2 separate regions of the Capsicum annuum genome follow, and region 2 is linked to region 1. A link is a contact called in public Hi-C data. All regions are on one chromosome and are shown on one strand. Each heading gives the region's core, a stretch centred on a gene start, on an enhancer-like site or on the middle of the called end of the contact. The rest is flanking DNA. Distances are from core to core; before and after follow the strand shown.

The links. A called contact is a pair of places that touch in the nucleus more often than the background predicts.
Region 2: a Hi-C map of leaf shows a contact between it and region 1, with 4 times the contacts expected there. The contact joins the enhancer-like site here to the promoter of LOC107848343 in region 1. A contact is called at or near these places in 3 of 5 Hi-C or Micro-C datasets (leaf and placenta).

What each region holds. Positions count from the first base shown.
Region 1 is chr11:189,266,969-189,272,329 of UCD10Xv1.1, forward strand. LOC107848343 (adrenodoxin-like protein 2, mitochondrial) reads right to left here and starts at 3,218. Exons shown (of 8, transcript XM_016693094.2): 1 at 2,912-3,218; 2 at 2,730-2,826. The coding sequence starts at 2,989.
Region 2 is chr11:189,522,687-189,528,019 of UCD10Xv1.1, forward strand. It overlaps LOC124888539 (a long non-coding RNA gene), which reads right to left. Exons shown (of 2, transcript XR_007046957.1): 2 at 1,286-2,794. Among protein-coding and RNA genes, the nearest start is that of LOC124888539, 6.6 kb to the right of the region's middle. Within about 2 kb of position 1,780, at least 4 of the 5 cell types and tissues checked have an H3K27ac peak or open chromatin away from gene starts, as enhancers often do. A contact at or near this core is called in leaf, where this site is marked.

The DNA.
Region 1 (5,361 bases), core at 1,968-4,467:
AAGATGTCCGAGGCTTGGAGGTGGAGTACCATGATCCCTCTCTATAAGAATAAGGGGGACATCCAGAGTTGCAATAACTATAGGGGGATTAAGTTATTGAGTCACTCTATGAAGATCTGGGAGAGAGTGGTCGAGGTGAGACTGAGACGGATAGTGTCTATCTCAGAAAACCAGTTTGGATTTATGCCTGGCCGCTCGACGACGGAGGCAATTATCTGGTACGGAGGTTGGTGGAACAGTACAGGGAAAGGAAGAAGGACCTACACATGGTGTTTATTGACCTGGAGAAGGCCTACGACAAAGTCCCCAGGGAGGTGCTTTGGAGATGCTTAGAGGTGAGTGGAGTACCGCTGGCATATATCAGAGCAATTAAGGATATGTATGATGGAGCGAAAACTAAGGTTAGGACGGCGGGAGGAGACTCAGAGCATTTCACTGTCCTGACAGGGTTGCATCAGGGATCTACTCTTAGTCCCTTTTTGTTTGCGTTGGTGATGGATGTGTTGACGCGGCGTATTCAAGGGGAGGTGCTGTGGTGTATGCTTTATGCAGACGATGTAGTTCTGATAAATGAGACTCGAGGGGGTGTGAGTGACAAATTAGAGGTGTGGAGGCAAACCCTTGAGTCTAAAGGGTTCAGGGTGAGCAGAAGCAAGACAGAGTATGTGGAATGCAAGTTTAATGACGTGAGGCGGGAGAATGAGGTAGTAGTGAAGCTGGAATCACAGGAGGTATGTAAGAGGGAGAGTTTCAAGTATCTCGGGTCTGTGATCCAGAGTAACGGTGAGATTGACGAGGATGTCTCGCACCGTATTGGGGCGGGATGGATGAAGTGGAAGCTCGCGTCGGGGGTGCTGTGTGATAAGAAGGTGCCGCCCAAGCTTAAAGGCAAATTCTACAGGACGGTAGTCCGTCCGGCCATGTTGTATGGAGCGGAGTGTTGGCCAGTTAAGAACTCCCACATCCAAAAAATGAGGGTGGCAGAAATGCGGATGTTATGCTGGATGTGTGGGCTGACTAGAGGGGATAGAGTTCGGAATGAGACTATCCGGGAGAAGGTTGGTGTGACTCCAGTGGAGTGCAAGATGCGGGAAGCCCGATTGAGATGGTTCGGACACGTGAAGAGGAGGGGCATGGATGCACCGGTCCGTAGGTGTGAGAGGCTAGCGTTGGATGATTTTAGGCGGGGTAGGGGTAGGCCGAAGAAGTACTGGGGTGAGGTGATTAGGCGGGACATGGAGCAGTTACAGCTCACCGAGGACATGACCTTAGATAGGAAGGTCTGGAGGACGCGAATTAGGGCAGAGGACTAGGGCCAGTTTGAGGCGCTAGTGTAGGGAATTACTTGGTGGGGGTTGTATTCCTGTTATGAGTCTGTGTTCCATGTCTTATTACGAATCTGTGTGCTTTCCTCTGTTTTATATTACTTATGGGTGTCGTATTTATGTTATGTAATCTTGTGCTGTGATTTACTATGTGTTTGTGTGGTATCTCGTGCCTTGTGCCGAGGGTCTATCGGAAACAACCTTTCTACTTCTTCAGAGGTAGAGGTATGGACTGCGTACATCTTACCCCCCCAGACCCCACTAGGAGGGAATACACTGGGTTTGTTGTTGTTGTTGTTCCATAAACAAAGCCAAAGGAAAAATCCTAATTAGAGTTACTTTTTAACTTCAATTGCAATAGTTGTACCTTAATCTAAAGTAACAAGCCTATTCTAGTTGTTTAGACCATTATGTGCAAAATTATCCTTGAATGAGAGTATGTTATGGATTTCCCAAGAAATTGTTGTGTTCATCCAAAAGTTAATTATATATAGTTTAGTTCACACCATTCACCAAAGATAAAGGTTTGTTTCACACAAATTGAAGGTTTTTTTTTAGAAAGTTGGATAACATAATAAGCACAAATGAGATTAACCCATCAACAAGGACTATTTTATTGGCTAAAACAAAGATGTTTTGAAAGAAAATATGAGAACACTCGTACACCAAAGCATAAATGTATCACTTTTTTGGTGTAAATTAGAACATGTCATATTTGTGGATATGATGATAGATTATCACAGCTTCCTACAGTGATTGCAAAGGATATCAGCTGTATATAATTTTTCACAATCTTTGTCCTCTGTTACAGAATTTAACCATCCTCAAAATATTACAAGTATCTCTACTTCACCCAAGAAAAAAAACAAGATACAAAAATGCTGCACTTTCTCTAAATTCACAAACAAGCCAAGATACAAAAGAAGGCTATAACGTGAGATCCTCCAACACACGCTAATAGCAAAATATTAGTACCACATAAATTGGCACCAATAGCCCAATGCTTCATTCTGCACCTAAAATTGTCTTTGGGTAGACAGTTTATCAACCACTCTTCTTTTGCTTCACACAATTCAACAAGGCATGAACCAATTTCGTTATTGTGTTGATAGTTGCCGTGTCAAGGCTAGCTTTCGTACACCTCAACTAATTCCACAGCATACATCCCACCTCCCATAAGCAACAGGAAACACTGTCTATCAAGACTAGCACAAATGGAAAGAAATCACCTACTAATTTTTTGGCCTCTATTGGGCTTTAAACCTAAAACCTCATAGTTCTCAACTCATTTCATTGACCACTAGACCACATCCTTACGTGCAGGGGCAAAAACAAATATGAAAATAAAAAAAAGCAGTAGCTTTACAAAAGTAACTCAACTCCAGATGTAAATGAAACTCATACCATTGGAACAATTGGATGGTAACAAACCCCAAGTTCGAAACTTCGCTGCGGTATTAATACTCCTAGACGACCCCATTTTCAATAATGATACATGCCCCTACATTGAACAAATACAACTCTTTATTAAATCAACCAAGAATATATAAAAAATATGCACATAAAAACAGAGAGAGGAAGTTTACAGAATCGTGAAGAAGAACAGAGGAGAGAGTAGAGTGATTGAGGCGTTGGGCGATTCGGTGAACATGGAACACCACCATTTTGGTCACCGTCCGGAGAGGAATGGAAACGGGTCGGGTCGGTAGTTTTAAGCTAAATCCCCTTGTAACTAAAACCTCTATTTATTGGGGTTTGTTTGGGAGGGTTCAAAATTACGAAAAAATTTGAGTGGAATGTTCTATAAAAAGAAACAAAAAAAAGGTTGGCATTTGGGATCAACTTGACACCGAAAAAGAAGTGGAAAAACATTCCCCAAATTCTCAACCATCACAACTTATTCATAACCTCCCACCATTTCATTATAATTGGTGATTTTACTAAAAATATTTATTTCTTATTTTAATTTAATTATTTTATTTATAAAATTAAGAGATTTTTATCATATTTTTTTAATATTATCATATCATTACATGACTATATAAAACGTATAATACTTAAATTTATAAATAAAAAGTCAAATTTAATAAAATAAACTCCTTATAATTTTTTTTAATTTTATGCTTTAAAATAATGAGCCACGTGGCTAACTTACCGCAATGAGCCACGTGGCTAACTTACCGCAAATACCAAGAATGGTAATCTTTGTAGCCGTTTGTCTATGAAAACTAAAATTTTTCGGAGTTAGAGTTGAAGTTGGAGTTGTGTTTGGCATGTCTTTTTTGAATTTATTTTTTTAAATATGATTTTATGCTCCAACTTTTACAAACTATCAAAATCACCCAACTAAAATTATAAGGAGAGGTCATGTATTAGCATTCCAAACACGATATACGGGTCTAAAGAACAACGGTTTCATATTCCCAGGTTGATATCCATCGCCATATCCAAGAGAAAGAAATGAACATGGCGAAAGACCTCACCCATAACGACAGAGTATCCGAAAAGGCAAGAGACAATTTAGACGCACATAGGATTCTTCATCAGCGACAAATAAGCTCAGCTTCTTAAATTAAACAACAACTCATACTAGATCATTTTTATCCAAACTAGTTGGAGTTGGTTGTATGAATCCTCTAAGTTATAAATTAAAATAAGGAACAACTTAGCACTAATATATGAATCCTCTATATTCTTTTCCAGTAGGGCCTATTTTTCCACCTTTCATTAAGGTGTTTCCAGATCCTCAAATCGCCAATACAAATTCAAATCATTGATTCATTAAAAAGTTATTGGTGAAAGTCTTCCGGTTCAATCTAATGCAGTAGCTTTCTCACAATTCTGAACAGATTTTTCATGCAATGACCACAGGCCATAACAACTCACGCCATTTTTGTATGTCACAACACCTCATTATAGCAAAGATCATAAGATGTGACCTCCTGCAGCATCTATTCGCAAGTTTTAAAGCTTTCATTTAAAAAACACACTTCACAAGTCTTATGACTCCAATATGCCATTTGTTTTTATTTGTTTGTTGGTAGTTAGTTACAGTTATAAGGAGAGCTTTATGTAAAAATTCAAAAGATTGGGGTTATATGTAATAATAATAAAAGTTGGAATTGGAGTTGGAAAATTGTGAAAACACCAAAAACCTGTTTTCCCTTTTCAGAAAAATTTTTCGAAATTATTTTTCGAATTTTCATGGCCAAACACCACAATTCCAACTCCAGAAAAATTTTTCGGAAAAAAATAATAATTTCATAGACAAACGGGCCCTTAAACTATTAGAAACGATTGAGCTAGGACTAGTTTTGTTTATTTTTATTTATTTACTGTATTAAAAATAGATAGCAATCTTACTTGTTCAATATAGAAAAGTAAGAAATCGTCCATCACTTAATTTCTAATTTGCTCTTATTAATTATTAACTATAATCATTCTTAATGTTTTTTTTTTTAAATAAAGGTAATTAATTCTCAATGTAATTTTCAAAGTATTGACTTTATTATATTCAAAAAATAATATAATACTTTCTTTATTCATTTTTATTTGTCACTTATTTTTAAAATGAAAATCAAGAAAAAATAATTAATTATATCAATTATTTTTTTTAATTGGTGTGCAAAATCAAAATATAACAAGTAAAAGTGAATCAATATACATAAAACATTGTTGCACCATACTAATTTTAAGAATAGTCACTTACTAGCCTCGGAGAGAGTAAATTGCCATTTATTTACTCCCTCTAGTCCATATTAATTCAATTTGTGAGTTATTTTTTAATGTTCAAAATAATCTAATTGTTTAATTTTCAAGAGAATTGTCGGAAGTTTATTTTCTTTTTACCCTTCATTTATATTTTATAGTTGATGAGTTCAAGAAACTTAATTTCTCATATTAATAATTTTTTTTGGCTTTAAAAGGATAAAAAAAGAAAGTGGTTTCTAATTTATGTCCTAATTTGTTTCTTAATAGGTATACTTTACTTAACAAATTAATGTTGGACAACTTTAACTCTCATTTAGTTATAGGT
Region 2 (5,333 bases), core at 530-3,029, 250 kb after region 1:
TCACATTAAAAGGTTTTCCACGTAAATATGGTGTTCTCTGTGATTGGTTTATTCTTGTTCTATCTTATTCGTTTGGTTGATTCATTTGCTGCCTATTGTCATTATTTACTTGGGTTTGCTTATCTCCTCTTGGTTCAAATTGAAAGGAAACTTTAAACTTGGATATTTTCTGTTGCTACCCGATAGGTCTTTGATTGTGCCCTTACCTTTCCCATTAGAGATATGAGGTATCCCTCATCGATCTATATGGTGGAGATATGAGTAATTTAAGACTAGTACTCCCCCTTTTCCAATTCTAGGAGTGGTTTGAGCAATGGACATTCAGAAATATATAGTATGGGAGGGGAAAGGGCATCCCTTTTGCTCGAAGTGACTGGAGATTAGGGCAATTCCATACAGACAACACAGAGAGAGAGGGCAGCATGATTTTGGACTAGATTGGAGATTAGGGATAGATAAATAAAGATCAGAAAGAGATGAGGGAAGCCCTTCTTCCAGCAGTAACTGAATTTGAAGTAAATTACATATACTTAGAAATTCAAGAGAGGTGAGACTATTGTGAATTTGGATGCTAATATTTTTAGATTGGATATTCTAAGCATTCTAATAAAGAAAGGCAGCTACCAATTCTCACCAGCAAGAATCTCTTTGTCACTGCCATTATGATCGATCCATAACTCTCTGAGACAAGGGAGTCTATGTAAACACCACTCTTTTCGGTTGCTCACCAATTTCTCTAAATTGATGATGATCCAAAGGATTTCAAAATTAAAGGGCTATTCTCCTTCAGGAAAGGACTCTATTTCTGGAAAACTCCACAGTTGTAGTTTATTAAGAGATGGAAGGAGCTCCTGCGTACGTTTTGGTAGCTGCTTAATATCATTTGAGTCCCACATTCCACCGAAAGTATTTCAATATTCTCGCTATTACTAATTTTAATACCTTCAGTCCTAGTAGGGATCACAAACCTAGTAAGGTTGTGGTACCGCTCTACCCTCAAAGTGTGTGCTCTTGGGATCAAACTCGGGCAATATATCACAATCACACAATGTCAGTCTATCGAGAAACATGTTCATTATCCAACTTGATAAAAGAAGTCATTGAAACTTTACTCCTCCTTCTCATAATTGACATTTCATGTTCTTGTTAATGTATAGCATAGTATCCATTAAATATTGGGTATTGAAGAAATCTACAGAATTATGTTAAATCTACAGCTTTCTCCCTAGCTCCACGCATTTCCACTAAAAAGAATACAATACAATGAAAGAGGAGACATAAAAACTAGAGTGAAGAAATTTTACGCAGTATGAACTTAACTAGATATAAATCATTTAATTAGTAATAACTACATCAAGAAACTAAGCAAACAAATTTTTATCCTTGAAGTCTCATTGTTTCTTATACATTTTACATAGCATTTATAGTTTACTCTAACCATTACACCTCAAGGAATTAAGATAACTAAACACAGGAAGTCCAATAATCATGTCATTTTTTAATTTCTGTTGGACAAAGATGTATCCTGAGTAAAAACAACTTTATTGTATCATCATAGGCAAATACCACATTGGCAAAAGCTGGTATACGAAGAAGCCGTCTTGTGTTCAAATCCGTGTGAGCCTAATGCCAAAACCACACTTTGTTGTTTAAGAGAATTTGCTCCAGGACTTTGATGTTCAATAATACACCTTTGAGGAAGATATTTCTAACATGGTATAGGCTTACAAGCCTTGAGACTCTCTTTTCAAGATTCAAAAGCTTTCCACCAACTTGCACTCTTTTGGCAAGACAACTTTTTGGGGTAGTCTTGTCTTTTTCCTCTTTTGTCTAAGTTTGAAAAGTGCCTTACTCCTTTTTGGTAACTTGCTTTTTGGAGGGTTTTTTTTCTTTTTCTACTTTGGTGTTGTCTTGGATTGTTTTCAAGACAAACACAAAGTCCTATACTTCTTTTCTCTCTTCAAGATCAAACAACTTCTTCAACACAACACAAGATAAACACCAATAACAACAACAAGAAACCGTCCACTTAACACCACAACACAACTCAAATCTTGCTCAAGAGCTTGGGTTGTAGACTCAATAATTGTTGAGGAGAAAGAGAACCAACACTAGAAACAAACTAAGACTACTAAACACGCTCAAATCTAGACACAAATCTCGGCCAAACATAACAACAACAAGAAGAATACCCGGCCTAGAACAAGAACACTTCACTCTTTTTTTTGTACTAAGAGAGCCCAAGATTGGTAGTGTAGGAACACAAGAAGCCTTAGCTTTGATACCAAATGATACCTTACAACCCCGTGTGAGCCTAATGCCAAAACCAATAATACAAGCTATTACGTCTATAGTCCTAATGTTCAGTCCAACATACGAACAAAATACCACATAAAAATTAAACCACTTTCCCATAAACTTGACTTAATTAAGAGATGTCTGAAACTTTTCCCTTTCCAAATAATCATTGGGCTTTTCCAAAATCGTGACAATGAAAAAGTAATGGTTTTTCCTTACAATCTAACCATAATGTGCAATATGATTTATATGTTACATTGAACAATTAGTTTTTCCTCATTTTCCTTTGGGATCCATTAGAGTTGTATGTTCCATGTGCAGCAAGGCATGTTTCATCTCAAGTAAAATAAGGTATACGGTTGCATTGTGAAAAAGAACTGAGTTTGAAAATCATTTATCAACATTTTTGATTGCATAGTTCCTGACCATTCATGCTCTTCCTCTGACTCCACGAATTGATGGACTTTAAGTCATTGAAGAACAGATTGAACAACTCCTACAATGACAATTGACAACAGATCAACATTGAAATCAAACTAATAGACAAACAAAGAAGAATTTCTCAAAATTAATTGTCAAGTTATCTAGACATTGGAATATAATAGATCTGTTAAGTAAGACTGCATCATATTTTGAATAGCTTTAATAAGAGAGGACTCTTTCTTGGCTATGCTAATAATTCTAACAAGAGAAAAATTTAGCTTTATCGTAGGTGTACCATGTGTGAAGAGCACTTTGAAGATGTTGGCCACCTTTTTTTGCATTGTAAAGTTACTAATCAGCTATAGAGAATATTTTTGTCAATCATACGCATGTCCTGGTCCATGCCAAAATCCACTAGAGAGCTATTGCAATGTTGGAACGAAAAAGGTGTTAGCCCATATGTTATTGGGCCTTTAGTTTATGGACCTTTAGGTTATTGGCTATGTATATATATAGCCTACTTTTGTTTTAGTTAGTTTTTTATGCTTTTCAGATTATATTGTAAACCTTAGCCTTTCTTTCTTTCAATAAAGTTCTATTAACATGGTATCAAAGCTAGTTTGATCCATGTCCTTTGATTTGTTGGTTGAAGATTTTGTAGCAGCACCTACTGCGCGGATCGAACTAGGTGCTGCTGTATTCGTTTGCTGTCTGGTATTGTTCGTCTTTCGTTCTTTTGCTTGCTGCCATTGTTGTTCGTTCGGAATTGTTCAACCTAGGGTTTTGCATCTTTTTGTTTTTTTGAATTGTTTGTGTGTTGCTGTGTTTACAATGACTGGAAAGGATGATTCTCTCCAGTCCATTAGTACTCAATTAGATGGTAAGAACTATGCCTATTGGAGTTATGTCATGAAGAATTTTCTTCGTGGGAAGAATATGTGGGGTTATATCACTGGAGTAAAACTAAGACCTATCGATGATAAAACTGAAAATTTTGATTTGTTGGTGGACTTATGGGAAACTAATAACTCCAAGATTATCACTTGGATCAACAATTCTGTAACTCAGTCAATTGGTATGCAATTGGCTAAGTATGACACAGCAAAGGAGGTCTGGGATCATTTGGAAAGACTGTACACTCAGTCTAATTTTGCTAAGCAGTACCAGTTGGAGTATGATATCCGTGCTCTTCAACAGCATGATCTCAGTATTCAAGATTTTTATGCTGCCATGTCGGATTTGTGGGATCAATTGGCACTTACTGAATCTGCAGAGTTAAAAGGTTTTGGGCCGTACATTGCTAGACGGGAAGAGCAACGCTTGGTTCAGTTTTTGATGGCACTACGTTCTGACTTTGAGGGCCTACGTGGAACAATCCTTCATCGATCTCCCCTCCCTACTGTTGATTCTGTGGTTCATGAACTAATTGCAGAGGAGACTCGTATCAAGTCTCAAGTGGATAAAGGGTCTAAAGTAACTACTACTCCTGTCGTGTTTGCTGCTTCAACTGATCAGTCTAGGCCACCACGTACTCAGACTCGACAATCTCCTAACGTTGCATTTGATGAGTGTGCATTCTGCAAACAGAAAAATCATTGGAAGGCTCAGTGTCCGTTGTTACTTAACAAGGTCAAACAGCCTCAATCTGGGCAGCAACAGAAATATGGGCAGCAAAAGTCTCCGTCACGCTCCTCTGGTGCTCCTCCATGGTCATCTCGTCCTCCACAGTTCGCTGCTGCTGCACCATCTGTAGATGTTGAGTCTGTTAGCACTATGCCACCTTCTGCGTTGGATCCCCAGGTTTTCGAACAGTTCAGACAGTTCTTCGTTTCTAATCCTACGGCCATGTCAGCATCTATGTCTCATTCGGGTTCAGTTTCTTCTAGTACCTCAGGTATTCCTTCCTCCTTGTGGATATTGGATTCTGGTGCGTCTCATCACATGTCCCCTCATTTGTCATCGTTTGGTTCTTTGTCACCCATTTCACCAATCTCTGTTATGTCCGCGAGTGCTGTACCTATGTCAGTCGAGGGTGTTGGTTCTGTTACTACCCCTCACATTGTCCTCTCTGATGTTTATTACATTCCCAAACTTGCTTTAAATCTTGTTTCGGTCAGTCAGTTGTGTAAGGCTGGTAATTGGGTGTTTTTTTCTGATTCTGTTTGTGTTATACAGGACCAACACACTCAGAGGGTGATTGGGACCGGCCATAGGTTGGGGGAACTCTATGTCTTGGAGAATCTCAAAGTGTCTGCAGTTGCTGCCTCTAGCATAGATTTATCTTCTTTTCGTTTGAGTCCTTTGTCTTCTCAGTTTTATCTTTGGCATTCCAGATTAGGACATGTGTCAGTTTCACGTTTACGTTTTTTGGTCTCTAGTGGTGCTTTGGGTCATGTGAACACTAGTGATATTTCAGATTGTAGTGGTTGTAAACTGGCAAAATTTTCTGCCTTACCGTTTAATAAAAGTGTGTCTTATTCTGTTGCTCCTTTTGATATAATTCATTCTGATGTATGGGGACCAGCGCCAGTATCCACTAAGGGTGGATCGACCTATTATGTTTCGTTTATAGATGACTATACTCGTTATACCTGGGTGTATCTTATGAAACG